5 separate regions of the Mus musculus genome follow, and all the other regions are linked to region 1. The links are chromatin contacts, called in public HiChIP or PLAC-seq and promoter capture Hi-C maps. All regions are on one chromosome and are shown on one strand. The core of a region is the stretch at or near the end of the contact, and the rest is flanking DNA. Distances in the headings are between cores, read along the strand shown.

Region 1 (2,700 bases), core at 195-2,694:
AGTAAGAAATACACAGCCGGGCGTGGTGGCACACGCCTTTAATCCCAGCACTAGGGAGGCAGAGGCAGGCGGATTTCTGAGTTCGAAGCCAGCCTGGTCTACAAAGTGAGTTCCAGGACAGCCAGGGCTATACAGAGAAACCCTGTCTCGAAAAACAAAAAAAAAAAGAAAGAAAGAGAGAAAGGAAGAAAGAAAAAAGGAAACACACTGTCAAAAAAAAAAAAAAACCCTTACTAATCTATTTGAAAATTATGGTTTGCTTTCTTTTCAGACACTATTAATATGCACACACCTAACAACGCAAATTAAGAGCAACATCTGAGTCTTACACTTTTTTCAATTTTTTTCCTATTGTTTATTAACTATTTGTTTTGAGCTATATTTTGGATTTTTAAGACACTTGGGAATATATGATTTTTTTTTCCTGAAAAATAAAAGAAAGGAGTGTATATCTATGACAAGAAAATGTGCTACAATGAAAAGCTGCCCACAAAGGTCTGCTTCAGGCCCTTCACGAGTACAGCCAGTACCTTCCATAAATGTGAGCCTTCATTCTCAAAAGCAAAACAAGCACAGAACTTTAAAAGCTTCTGAATCAAATATAATGATTTATGCAGGATACTTAAGGAATCCCCAAGCTTGAGAGATGGATCAGTGGTTAAAAATCCCTTGCTGTTCTTACAGAGAACCAGTTTGGCTCCCATTGCCCATGTCAGGTGACTCACAACTGCCACCCCTGATCCAACAGATCCAATGACCTCATCCACAAGCACGTCACATTTGCGTGTGTGCATGCGTATACCTAAAATAACAATAAAAATGTTAATTCCACAAGATAAAGAAAAAAGCAGTTATCAATATAGTGGAAAATTTGGCCGACTGCGCATTAACCAAGTTTTCATCAGCTATGTAGAACAAAATGGCAGAAAGCAGCATCTGGCTCCAGGATCTTTCTTGCCCAGCTGCTGATGGAAACCACACAAGCCAGCCAATAGGAATCCTTCCCTGAGATCACGGTGATCAGCACATCTGAAGTGTATGGCAGGAACACAGCCGCCCAGAGATGGCTCGCTCAGCAGGATCTGAGCACACTACGCAGGGTGGGCAACTAACAGCTTTACCAGGGACCCACTGTCCGCCTAGCACCACCCTGCAAAAGGACCAGACGAGACCCAGAGTCCCCACTGTCTGCACAGCCCCGCCCCAAAACGGAGGAGAGTTGGAACCCCCGCTACCCTGGGGCAGCCTCCAGGGAGACCTGTGGAGGCTGGATCCCGCCAGGACGTCAGGCAGACACTCACCATCTCCTCGCTTCTATAGTATCCCGGGCCCCTACGCGTGCCTCTGGGACCAGATCACAGGATGACAAAGCACCTAACAACGTCAGTGCCTCTGCTGCAGAACAGCAGGAGCTCCCAAAGGTGCCAAAGATGGCCAGCTCCAGCGAAAGCACGCGAGGTTTTGAGAGCCTGCCCACCGCTCTGGCCACGTTCCTAATTGGACAGTTATCAAACAACACCTCTGATTGGACAGGGCTCCAGGCCCAATTCCTCTACCTTAGGATGGCAATAAATGATTGCTGTTGATCTGTTTTGCATTGGGTTTGGGTTTCAATTTCAATTTGGTTTGGGTGGATTGAGCCCAGGACTTCTGTCAGCAGCTATGTTAAAGGCAAATTTTCCACCAGGAGGACATAGCCCATCAAAAGACATTTTAATTTAACTTTACATAGTCATTATCAATTTATTGATATGTAACTGATCTGTAAATATTCATACAGAGGAATATAATGATAGTTACCTTTAAGCCCATCAAATGGCATTTTAATTTAACTTTAAATAGTCATATCAACTTATTGATATGTAAATGATCTGTAAATATTCACACAGAAGAATATAATGATCGCTATCTTTAAAATTCACTTAACCTTTCCAGTCTCTGGTGTTACAGTGTTCTAGTACACAACTAGAGAGTAAATGTTAGAAAGCTCAGAAGAGGCGGCTTCTGAGGTTAAGAACTAGTACTCGTTCTTCCAGAGGACCTTAGGTCTGTTCCTGGCACCCAGCCGACTCATAGCTGCCTATGCCTCCAGCCCACTTCTGGCCTCCCCCAGCACTGCACTTAAGTGCACATATTCCCTGGGCACTCACATAAAACAAGGGGCTGGAGAGATGGCTCATAGGTTAGGAGCACTGGTTGTTCTTCCAGATGATAAGGGTTCCAGTGGTCCCTGAAGACTGCCTTTGTGAGATGTAGGTTTAACTAGAGAGAAATAGGGAGAGGACACTGCCGGTGTGTATAATTAATCATCCCTAGTAGTCAAGTATGGTTGGGTTGATGATCAGTTTGGGTTCTGCAAGGTGGTCTTAGCAGACCAATCTGGTTTGCATTATGACTCTTGCTTCTCTATAGAACCTCAACTGCCCGCATTTGGAGATGGTCTATCCTAGGCGCCCTCAATTGTTTGGAAGTAATTTTTATTCCCTAGAGGTATTTATCAGTCCTGTAGTTTCTAGAATTCAAAGAATTCCAGTGGGACTTGGGAGCTGGAACAGGACATTGTAAACGCTAAGCGATGTGTAAAGGGGGTAGATACAAATTCAAAGCAGAACTGCCAGGCTTTGATTTACTCTGCATTTACTCCATGTGGACCCAAGTGAAAAATCAGTAATACTATTTTGATAAAAAGTGATTTGGGAG
Region 2 (2,700 bases), core at 190-2,689, 590 kb before region 1:
TGGGAAAAATATAAAAAAAAATACTGGTTTTGATCTCAGGAAATTTGGGATAGCTCAGAGTCAGTGGACATTCCAATACTTCACAGGATTGTTTGTAAGGGTCCAAGAATTGCTAAAGGAAGACCTCAGACTCAAATAGTGTGCAAAAGCAAAGAGTGTTTATTCTGCAGAAACAGCCAGGATGCAGGGGTCAGCCATTCATCCAAAATGGTGACTGCCAGATGAGCTCGAAGGCTCCTTTTAAGCATAGCGAGGGGAATTTTAGGGATGGTTAGGTCATTTTGTTTGTTTGTTTATTTTTGTTTTTATATATATTTTTATTAGATATTTTCTTTATTTACATTTCAAATGCTACCCTGAAAGTTCCCTATACCCTCCCCCCGCCCTGCTCCCCTACTCACCCACTCCCACTCTTTGGCCCTGGCGTTCTGCTGTACTGGGGCATATAAAGTTTGCAAGACCAAGGCGCCTCTCTTCCCAATGATGGCTGACTAGGCCATCTTCTGCTACATAAGCAACTAGAGACACAAGCTCTGGGGATACTGGTTAGTTCATATTGTTGTTCTACCTATAGGGTTGTAGACCCCTTCAGCTCCTTGGGTACTTTCTCTAGCTCCTCCATTAGGAGCCCTGTGTTCCATCCAATAGATGACTGTGAGCATCCACTTCTGTATTTGCCAGGCACTGGTATAGCCTCATACGAGACAGGTATATCATGGTCCTTTCAACAAAATCTTGCTGGCGTATGCAATGGTGTCTGGGTTTGGTGGCTTTTTGTTTTTTTGAGACTGGGTTTCTCTGTGTAGCCCTGGCTGTCCTGGAACTCACTCTGTAGAACAGGCTAACCTTGAACTCAGAAATCTGCCTGGCTCTGCCTCCCACGTGTTGGGATAAAAGGCCTGTGCCACCTCTGCCTGGCTAGTTAGGTCATTTTAAATATGATTGGCTAGGTAAGCAGCAGTTGCATTAATTGTGCGTATTTAATTGATCGCTATATTCACTTTACCAATTTTTTGGTTAGGCCTTAGAGAAATTCCAGGAACTGTCTCAGACCTTGAGCTGGCTATCTCTTTCTTAACTGCCCATTGTTTTGTTGTTTGTTTTGTTTTTGTTTTTGTTTCCCCAAGAAGCCTTGCCAGCTTCCTTGGGAAACTGAAGCTTAAGGCCTAATATGGCTGCCTGTTCTAAAATGGAGTAAGTTGAGTCCTCTCAGTTCATTTGACAAAAAAGCCTGCTTTTTTGACTACTGAGCTTTTCTCAATATGATGTTAGAACAATGAGGATGGAGTGCAGCTCAGCTAAAAGCCACAGAGTTGAGAGACCTGCCCACTGCTATGACACATGGCAGGAACAGGGAAAGATGCTCCAAGACCTGCCTGCTGCCGCGTGGCAGGCTGTAGACACACAGAGGCCTGCCTGCCATCATGCCATGTGGTGTGGGCAGAGATCCCCCAGAGAACCCATCAGTCACATGGCCCACCCACACCAGGAGTCATTATAGTATGCACTTATGTGGTAGACAGATGGGAGAGAAAGAGAAGCGGAACAGTTTGAACACTATGAAGAGAGATGGAACTGGAGCCATGAGGGTGAAGAGGAATAGCCAGCCCTGCTATCTGAGGCCATGGTGAGGTCCCATCCCTTGTTGCCACTGTGGACCATGTCTAGGTCCATGGTTATGCAGCAGCAGGGATCAGTATCAATGTGGCTCATATTACCATTAGAGACCATACAGATGTCCCTGATCTGGGCAGCTGCCTGGGACCAAGGGCTGTGCAGAACTGACCCCACCCCTCACTGGCTGTAGCACCCAACCTCTCACCAACTGCAGCACTTGGAAGAGCAAGCCCTGCACCTCACCCAGGCAGCACAGTAGAGCTGGCCCTGGTGGCAGGAGTGTGGATAAGCCAGGCCCTGACGGTGTGAGCATGGGAAAACTGACCCTGCCAAATTGTCTGCCTTGATGCGGCACTAGTTTAGAGGTGATGTCAAAACAGCCCGTGATCACACTACCATGTCCACCTCCATCCATTGCCTATCTACTAACGGCCACTGTGTCTGACCTTCTCGACAGATGAACCCCTGTGGGAATACATACTTCCATATACCCTCTCCATTACCCTACTCTCCCTGGGAAACTGTGCAGAACTGACCCCACCCCTCACTGGCTGCAGCACCCAACCTCTCACCAACCTCAAAGCCACCCTTTGCCCCTCACCACCTTCAGCAGTCAAGGGAGCTGCTTCCAAAGTCATGAGAGTGGGAGAACTGGCTCTGCCCCTCGTTGGCTGCAGCCCTTGAGTAAATGGGCCCTGCACCTCCCCCTGGACAGCACAGTGGAGCTGGCCCTGGTGATGTCGATATGAAAGAGCCAGTAGGTTGACCAGCTCAGCTACCACCCATGCCTAGATACAGGGCTTTGAGTTGGCCCACAAAATCTACACCATCTGTAAACTGTTGGAGTGCATTAAAGGGCCAGCACTCCTTCCGGTCTGAGCAGCACCTGTGTTGCTGGGGCGCAGAGTTGGCTGACTACCTCCAGCTACCCACAACACCCGCCAAGCGATCTTAAGACTTCTGGTGAGTGGAACACAGCATCTGCTCCAATCCAATTGCGCGGGACTTGAGACTGCATTAGTCAGGGAAGCAAAAACCAGGTCTGAGTAGGGGCACAAGCCCCTTGCGGTCCCAGCAGCACCG
Region 3 (2,700 bases), core at 147-2,646, 520 kb after region 1:
AGCCACTCCCCTGTTCTTACTGGCCACATGGAAGTGGCATTCACTCCATGTGACCCAGAGTGGACATCAGTTACCACCACCAGCTTGGGCTGCCTCACAGCAAAGGTTATGAAGACTGACCGCCAGCAGCACAAAGGAGCCATCCCTGAGTTGCATTGCATGTTTTCCACCCTTTACCCATCCCTAGCTCTGCCCAGGAATGTCAGAGCACACACATAAGCCTGCTCCTCCCATTACACAGCTGACCACTTGACCCCTGCTTGCTGGGCCAGGGCGAGGTCACAGGCAGAGCAAGATTGGACCAGTTCTGTGAGATCAGCAGTAAGGGCTATGAACCAGGAAGCCTCTCTGGGGTTCATCAAGAGCTGGGCTTGGGGTCCACTTCTGCCACTCCTCTGTCCAGCTCACCTGTGATGTCCCAAAGTGTGTCAAGTGGGCAACAAGCCAGGCTAAAAACTGCTGTTGGCCCTCAGTACCCCAGGAAGTGCTAACTGTCCAGGGCCCAGGAGAAATGTGCCAGGGCCCTGCCCTTCTGAGGCTGTAGCCTGGGACCCTGACTTCCTGGCAGCACCCACTTCCTCTGCCCCAACTCTGGGAACAATAGCCGGGGCCTTAGGGTCCCTGTTCACATAAGGGCAGTACCTTGGCTAGCAGGCCACAACTCTTGTTTATTTCCTCCTAGCCAGCTAATTGGCTGATCTAAATTCACCCAACCCTGCCCCAAGATGTCAAATAGCAAGGTGGGCAGAGTAGCTTTGAGGGGGGTTGTCAACATGGTGGAGACAGGTACCCTCTTCTAGAGATAGCTCATCCCTCAGGAGATGCTCTAGTGGATGGGGACTTTAAGAACTCCTGTATGTGAAGGAGGGAGGGGCCCCCACCAGGAGCTGAAAGCTCCCAAACTCAAAAAGCCTTGGACCCAATGCCCCAGGACTAAACCACTAAAGAGCTCTGTCCCGGTGCTACTTGGGGTGGAGGGTACCTGATGGCGGCTTGATTGAGACTTCCCCAAGGCTGCAGCACTCATAGGCTTCATCCAGTACTGCCCCTGCAGGCAGGCCCATGTCCCCATCTGCTACTGCAGCTTGGCCAGTTAGAGCAGCTGGGGCCGCACCCTGTTCTCCGGGGCCAGCTGCAAAGGGGCCCCAGGTGCTTTGGGGACCGCTGGGAGGGCAGTCAGAGGCAGGCAGGGAGGCAGAACCACAGTTGGTGTGGTGGGGGGGAATGGTGCCCGGGCCCGCCCCCTTCCTTCAGGCTCCCTCGTGCCCACTCCCGGGTGACTCGGTAACCTGTCGCTCAGGTTCCTCCTCGCACAGCCCCGCCCCGGCCTATCCGGCCCAGCAGAGGTCCCGCCTGTCCCGGGAGAGGGAGCTCCAGAGGCTCTGACAGACAGACGGCGGACAAGCTGACCGAGGGGCCTAACCAAGCACAGGCGCTGAGGGACGGAGCGCAGGTGAGCACTTCAGCCAGGGAATTTGCCAATCTGAGCCTCAGTTTCCCAGAATGGCCGTGAGATGTGGAGCTCTCGCTCGGGACTCTGGGTCTGGGCGCTTGGTTTGGAAGGCAAGCCAGAACAGAGAGCTGAGAGCACCTGAGAGTGAGGTTTGGGATGGCCCGGATCGGATCTCCGGACTCAGGACAGCTAAGCCTTGGCTAGGGGGGCTGCGGGTGTGGCGTGGGACGTAGAAACTTGGGGGAGAGGCTGGGCCTGACCCTTCCTTGGGCTTTTAGCACAAGAACCGCTCGGTTAAAGCCCGGTCGGTCCAGCGGGTGGTGGCCAGTGGTTCGTGATATTTTTAAGCCAGCGGTGTGTGACTCACTCGCCCTGGTCCCGGCCCCCTCCCAGCCCTGGGGCGGATGAGGGGAACCTGGCAGTTGACAAGAGAGGTGGTGAGGAAGGGAGGGCCTTCATCCAGCAGGCTGGACCTCCTTCAGGATCTGACCTGACATACCACCCAGGGCCTAAAGGTTGGCCTTTTCCTGGCTGTTTGAGCTCAAAAGAAACCCAGAGCCTGGGAAACATCAGGCTGAGTCAGTCAGTCTTCAGGTCAAAGTTGAAGTGTGGCCTCTCAGGGGATGAGGGTGGGAGATGGGGATAGATGTGGGGGTTGGGGATCAGTTGGTGGGAGGGGCTATGAACATCCATAGCTTGCCCGGGACCGAGAAGTCTGCGGTACTACACAAAACTATCGCTGGAGGCAGAAAAGGGCAAAACATGTCCACAGCCCACCTTTGCTATGTCCCCTGTGCAGCCCTCCTTGGCTGCTGAGGAGACAGGGCACTTCTGGGGCCTTTCCCACCCTAGACTCTCAGTGATCCTACTTTGTGCGTGGACTTCTCCTGGAGCTGTCTATTATCTAGGGCTGCTTTGCCCATTGCTCCCTCCCAGCCTGCCTGGGTCTCTTCAGATGCACCCATCCCTTCCCACGAACAACTTTCTGGTTCATCTCAGCCTCTGTTGCTCCCACCTGATGATTCCTGAACTTTGTCCCCAGATTAGGACCCAGCCAGGTCCTAAGGGACTCCCCCTTCCCATTCCAGGACCACACCCAGCTCCCACAAGGAGAGCCAAGAGCCCAGGTGACTAAGCCGACCCCTCCCCAAGGTCACTCAGTGTGGAGAGCTGGAATTTGAACTTGGAGCCAGTTCCTCCGCCCTCCTTGCCCTGCCGGGGCCTCCTCCCGTTCCACTGGTGAACCT
Region 4 (2,700 bases), core at 114-2,613, 570 kb after region 1:
AAGATACTAAAAAAAAAAAAAAAAAAAAAAAAAGTGTGTTGGTTACTTTTTTTTGTCAACTTGACACAGCTCGGATTTTGCAGGAGGAGGGAACTTCGAATGAGAGAATGCCTCTGTCCTCAAGATTAGCAAGTCAGTCGGCAAGGCTTTTTCCCTTTGGCGAGTCTGGAGCTCCCTATGTAAACCAGGCTGGCCTTGAATCCACCTGCCACTGCCTCCAGAATGCTGGGATTAAAGGTCTGTACCACCTTGCCTGGCTCCGTTTTTAAGAAAAAATTAATTTTAAGATTAATGATTGATAAGGGAAAGCCCATAGCACCACGGTGAGTGGTGCCATCCCTGAGCAGGTGGTCCTGGAAGTTCAGGGCTGTAAAGAAAGGAGGCTGTGCAAACCAAGGGAGGCAAGCCGGTGAGAAGTTTTCTCCAGGCGCCTTTCTTGCAGTCCTTGAGTGATAGATTGTTACTTGGGAGGGTAAGGTACAATCAACCTCGCCTAGTTGCTTTGGGTGGTGGTGTTTATCACAGCAATAGAAAGCAAACTAAGACGAGTGGTAAACAAAATATTAACAGAAAATATCCGGCATACACATATATGTGTAATAGCTTGAGCCAGCATATTCAAAGAACTGCAAATCAATAATGGGAACACTGTAAAAGAAACTGCCCTTACTATTTTTATTCATGACTGAAGATTCAATTCCCCATCTCAACTTTCTCAAACTGCTGCTTATTCCAGACAGACTTCCAGCCAGGGGAGATGCAAAATCATGGGCAAGGGAAGGATCACCCAGCAGCTTAAGGCAACACCAGAACCACTCCATCTGGGAAGCGGAAACTGGTGGCTTTGCCAGAAGTCGCCCATGGGGCCATACACCTGTATTGATTCTCAGACTGTGCTTTAGCTTGTCTGCCTGTAAGCAGGGGCTGCACCGAGCTTGACTTATCGCGATCAGCAGAGAGGGCGCAGCTCCCAGTCCCTAAACTGGGAGTAGGGGAGTCCCACAGCTGGAGAAAGGGTGCACTTCTGAAGCCCCTGTAGGGAATGCACAGTTGGAGGCAAGGACCCGCTCAAGGATTAGCATGGGTGTGGAGCGAGAGCGCTGCCACCCATCCATCCGTAGTCCGTGGGGTCTGAGGCTTACTGAGCGCGCGTCTCAGTAGAATCCGTTGTCTGTTCATTCTACGCATCCGAGCTCTAGAGGGGTACAAAGAATCCACTCTCCTTGGACTGGTAGAAACTAACCACTCGCTACTGGGGAAGAGAACTCCGACCGTGACACGGGGCGTGGTCTATGGCAAGGTCTCCAAGTACATGGGCGGGGCTCGTCGTCAGGCTTCATTTAGCTTTGCTTTGATTGGCCAGGACGCGCGGGGCATTGTGGGTTAGCACGCACCGGCTACCGCCTCAGCTGTTCGCGTTTCGCCATGTCGGGGTCCCCGGTAAAGCGCCAGAGGATGGAGTCCGCCTTGGACCAGCTCAAGCAGTTCACCACCGTGGTGGCCGACACGGGTGATTTCAATGGTAAGAGGACGCGGTGCATGCGCCCTATTTAAGCTGCTGCGCCCCCAATTTTGGAACCAGCACCGGTGTGGGTGTCAGGGGCGGGGCCTCGCGGGCGCTGGAGCTGGGATTGGTGAGTTTGCGGAACCTTCAAGGATCAATAGCTCCTGGGCTATTGGTGACCCTGGGAGCCCGGCGCGAAGCCTCGGTGGGTAGAGGTAGTCCGAGAAAGTCTCCCTGACCCGGGGTGCCCCCACCCCTACTCCCAATTCCCTACGATGACACAGGCTCAACTTTGGAGCCAGTGCAGTCTGCAAGACTGGACACCATCTGCTTTTTGCAGCCTGTTGCACTGGTTTTCCACATGCAGCTGGTTACTCTCTATGGGCAGTACACAGCATGGCTGGAGTCAGACCAGTTGCACACACTAAATCAAATGGTTATCATTGTCATACTTCCTTCTCTTTTGAGACTGGGTCTCACAGTGTAGCCACAGGCTGTTCTGGAACTCCTGGTAATCCTTCTATCTTAGCCTTAGTGCTGGATCAGGCAGTGCCACCATGCGCAGCTCCAGTACTCAGATTTTCCTGGACTTGGTAGGGACGCGGAAAACAGGTGGAAAGACTTGTGCTGTTAGTCTTGCTCTCATCCTTGGAGGGTGGTGGAGGTGATCTCACATGTGCTGTGAGAAAGACTTTCAGGAAATGCTCCGTGTGAGCTCAGTACAAAAGCACTTCTGCTCTTTTCTGCTTTCTCACGGTGACTTGAGAAACAGGCTTTAATTCCTCATGAGTAAGTGCATTGTTTATCTCTCAGAGAGTCGCAGAGAGTGATTAGGCATATTTGGGCTGCTTAGCTATAAAGGACAGACTTGATGTGGGTCTAATAGCAAACCCGTCTGACACAAGCTGTGTTCGTCAGCTTCCAGAAATCCATCTGGGAGTCCTAAGGTTTTTCCACTGTGTGTGTAGTGCAGAGTTTACCGGCTAATGTTTGTGAAGAGAGCAAGAGACAGGCATGGTAGCTCACACCTGCATTTGGGAGGCAGAGGCAGGCACATCTTTATGAGTTGGAGGCCAGCCTGGGCTACATGGTTCCAGGCTAGCCTGAGCTACATAGTAAGAGCCTGTCTCAAACAACAACAAAGAGCCAAAGAGCACATTCATTGACAGTGTGGCTTAAAACAAATAATTATAAAC
Region 5 (2,700 bases), core at 127-2,626, 590 kb after region 1:
TTTATTTACTTTATGTATATGAGTACACACTGAAGCTGTACAGATGGTTGTGAGCCTTCATCTGGTTGTTGAGAATTGAATTTAGGACCTCTGCTCACTCCAGTCCAAAGGTTTATTTGTTATTATAAATAAGTACATTGTAGCTGTCTTCAGACCAAATGGTTGCTCTCTCCCATCCTGGTCTTAAGACACCCTGTGGGTCTTAAGACACTCCAGAAGAGGGAGTCAGATCTTGTTAAGGATGGTTGTGAGGTTGTTGGGATTTGAACTCAGGACCTTCGGAAGAGCAGTCAGTGTTCTTATCCGCTGAGCCTTCTCACCAGCCCCCTAGCATTTTTTTAAAGACAGCATCTCATGTAGCCATTGCCCTCTCTATCCTCCTGCCTCCAACTCTGACACTAGGCTTTTGGCTTGTGGATTTTGTTTTGGTTAATATTTTGAGTCAGACCTCACTGTGTACTCCTGCTAGCCTGGAACTTGCTATATAAGTTCCAGACGGGCTCAAACTCCTGGAGATCCATCTGCCTCTGCCTCCTGAGTGCTGGGATTAAAGATAATTTTTAGCTTCTCAATCCCTCACTTTCCGACTCTCAAGGAAGGCCTACCTAGGAGCTGCTGTAGATTCTCTTTTACCTCTATTCCAGGGAGGAGCAGCACCCTCAGGCCCCTCCCACCCTCACCTGGGACGCTTCAGTGTGGAACCCAGAAATTCATCAGTCCAAGATCCCGACGTACCCTCGCGCTCACACCCACTTGCAGAGGTCTATAGGAATCCAGAGGGAAACCCCGGGCCGCAGCCCTGGGCTCCACCTCCCCACAGAGACTATCTCGGGCCAGTCGGTTCCCTAAGGACCCGTGAAGTAATCATCTGCCCAGCGCCCCTGACACACACCGGGCAGTTGGAACATGAAGCCAACAGACCCCTTCTGCGTGAGGGTCCCTTTTATGCAGCTCTTTCGAGCAACCTCTTTCAGGATCGCTTCCTGGAGGTGCACGAAGATAAACCCAAGATAGGGGGTAACAGAGAGGCAGAAAACACGGGCAGAGAGAGTACCAAGCCCCTGCGGCTCACTCGGGGGCAGGGTCATCTCTGCAGCCGCTGACCGTCCCTGTCTGCCAGCGCAGACAACATAGTAGGCCTGCGCCAGAGAAACAGATGCAGGGTCCCAGAATCTCAACTCCACAAACACAAACGTTTGCCCAGAGTCAGGACTGCAGGCCAGTGAGCTACACAGCTGCCCTGCGCGCCTCACCTTCGGAAGCGCCGCTGGCCACCAGGAGACACGCAGGCCTGCTTGGCAGCCGCTCGGACGCCATGGCTACAGCCCAGGCGGATATTTGTGCGAGGGATGGGGCGGGGCGGGGCTCGCCTGCAGAGAGCGGAATGCGCATGCGTGAGGCACGAAGGGCGGGGCTCGCCGGCAGGGTGCAAGGTGGGGTGGGAGAAACAACGCGGAAATTGAGTGAAGATGGGGGCAGTTTGCGCATGCGCATGGGGTAGTGGTTGAGTGGCAAGCATGCGAGGGGCGGGGACTGAGCGGGGGCGGAGCGGGGCGGAGCGGGGCGGGGGTTGGAGGCGGAGGCGGGGGAGGATACGCCCTGGGTCCCTGAGTGGTCGTTTCCTGATTGGAAGCCACCGGTACAGACTTGTGGCCCTAGGGCACATCAATTAAACCCAGTGGGCCGGGTAGATGTTTCCGAGTCCGAGTCTACCACAGAGCTACTACGCCTTGGGCCTTTGCCCGAAAGTTGAGCCTGGCTAAGTGTGTCAGGGAGCGATGACCGGTCGGGCGGACAGGGTGAGGGGCACAGAGTTGGGTCGTATGTGGGCGGGTCTTCCTCTGCCGGTTTGTGAAGATCCAGAAGATACCTGGGTCGGTTGAGTTTTGTATGTTCCTATAGAGGATGGAATGTCACTTCCTGAGCTGTGGACGCCTCTGGAGGTTCTGTTGAGTTTCCTGAGGAAAAGACCAGATTGGGGAGGCCAACCTGTATCTAAAGCGATTTACTTCTGTGGGACTCCTGCTGGGGCTTAGGAAAAGGAACCTGGAGCCCAGGATTGTGTGTTGTCTGAGTGGCGACTTTTGAAGATTCACAAGCCACAAGCTTGACTAGCCATCCTTATTAAATCCCCATCTATTGACATGAAACCCTGAAATTGAAGGGGTCAGATTGGCTAGTGTCCACATACTCACACAGTTCCACCTTTGTGCTGCCTCCAGAGTAACATTAAGGCACCAGAAGTGGCAGAGCCAGCAGTAAGCTTGAGTCTTGTGGAGAAAAGTATTTATATTGAATTCAACGCCCAGGTATTAGATATAATTTTGTAAAGAGACTACCATTCCAGGGAAATGTATAGACAGGGCAAATTTTACCCTTGAGGAAGAGTGTGCTGGAGAAAATGGTGAACAGCACCCCAAGACAGGAAGAGCATTTGATTTTGTTTTAACTCAGGTGGTGGCTGTTTCTTTTGCCCACTGACTGGAGTCCGACCTCACAATCTTATTAACTAGTCGGGAAAGACTCAACATACAAGAAATGGAGGAGGGGAAAGCAGTCCCTGACTGAAGGAGAATCACTGTTCCAGGCTAGTATAGAGAAATACACCTTTGGGTAAACAAAGCTTTTACTAGGTGGAAAGGATTAAACATTTGCATAAAAGTCTTACAAGGTGAAGGAGATAAAAATATTTGGATTCTT

The links. Promoter capture Hi-C pulls out the DNA fragments that hold promoters and counts their contacts. HiChIP or PLAC-seq counts read pairs in DNA pulled down with a chosen protein or histone mark.
Region 2: a promoter capture Hi-C map of hippocampal neurons shows a contact between it and region 1, with 15 times the contacts expected there. The contact joins the enhancer-like site here to the promoter of Zfp941 in region 1. A contact is called at or near these places in 4 of 39 promoter capture datasets (embryonic stem cells, hippocampal neurons and stem cell-derived epiblast-like cells), 6 of 115 datasets of contacts at active chromatin or transcription factors (all in embryonic stem cells) and 1 of 9 other capture datasets (embryonic stem cells).
Region 3: a contact with region 1 is called in a promoter capture Hi-C map of the C10 cell line. The contact joins the promoter of Eps8l2 here to the promoter of Zfp941 in region 1. A contact is called at or near these places in 5 of 39 promoter capture datasets (the C10 cell line, embryonic stem cells, hippocampal neurons and 1 more).
Region 4: a contact with region 1 is called in an H3K4me3 HiChIP or PLAC-seq map of pro-B cells, with 2.7 times the contacts expected there. The contact joins the promoter of Taldo1 here to the promoter of Zfp941 in region 1. A contact is called at or near these places in 5 of 39 promoter capture datasets (hippocampal neurons, liver, pre-B cells and 1 more) and 2 of 115 datasets of contacts at active chromatin or transcription factors (embryonic stem cells and pro-B cells).
Region 5: a contact with region 1 is called in a promoter capture Hi-C map of cranial neural crest. The contact joins the promoter of Gatd1 here to the promoter of Zfp941 in region 1. A contact is called at or near these places in 4 of 39 promoter capture datasets (cranial neural crest, hippocampal neurons, pre-B cells and 1 more).

The regions. Positions count from the first base shown.
Region 1 is chr7:140,820,734-140,823,433 of GRCm38.p6, forward strand. Zfp941 (zinc finger protein 941) reads right to left here and starts at 1,445. Exons shown (of 3, transcript NM_001001180.2): 1 at 1,302-1,445. The coding sequence starts at 1,304.
Region 2 is chr7:140,232,467-140,235,166 of GRCm38.p6, forward strand. No RefSeq gene overlaps it. Among named protein-coding and RNA genes, the nearest start is that of 5830411N06Rik, 14 kb to the right of the region's middle. Within about 2 kb of position 1,440, at least 7 of the 459 cell types and tissues checked have an H3K27ac peak or open chromatin away from gene starts, as enhancers often do. A contact at or near this core is called in hippocampal neurons, where this site is marked.
Region 3 is chr7:141,337,606-141,340,305 of GRCm38.p6, forward strand. Eps8l2 (EPS8-like 2) reads left to right here and starts at 1,397. Exons shown (of 21, transcript NM_133191.2): 1 at 1,397-1,453. It also overlaps a transcript of Deaf1 not described here.
Region 4 is chr7:141,390,797-141,393,496 of GRCm38.p6, forward strand. It overlaps Taldo1 (transaldolase 1), which reads left to right and starts at 1,364. Exons shown (of 8, transcript NM_011528.4): 1 at 1,364-1,522. The coding sequence starts at 1,426.
Region 5 is chr7:141,412,749-141,415,448 of GRCm38.p6, forward strand. It overlaps Gatd1 (glutamine amidotransferase like class 1 domain containing 1), which reads right to left and starts at 1,377. Exons shown (of 8, transcript NM_172116.4): 1 at 1,254-1,377. The coding sequence starts at 1,317.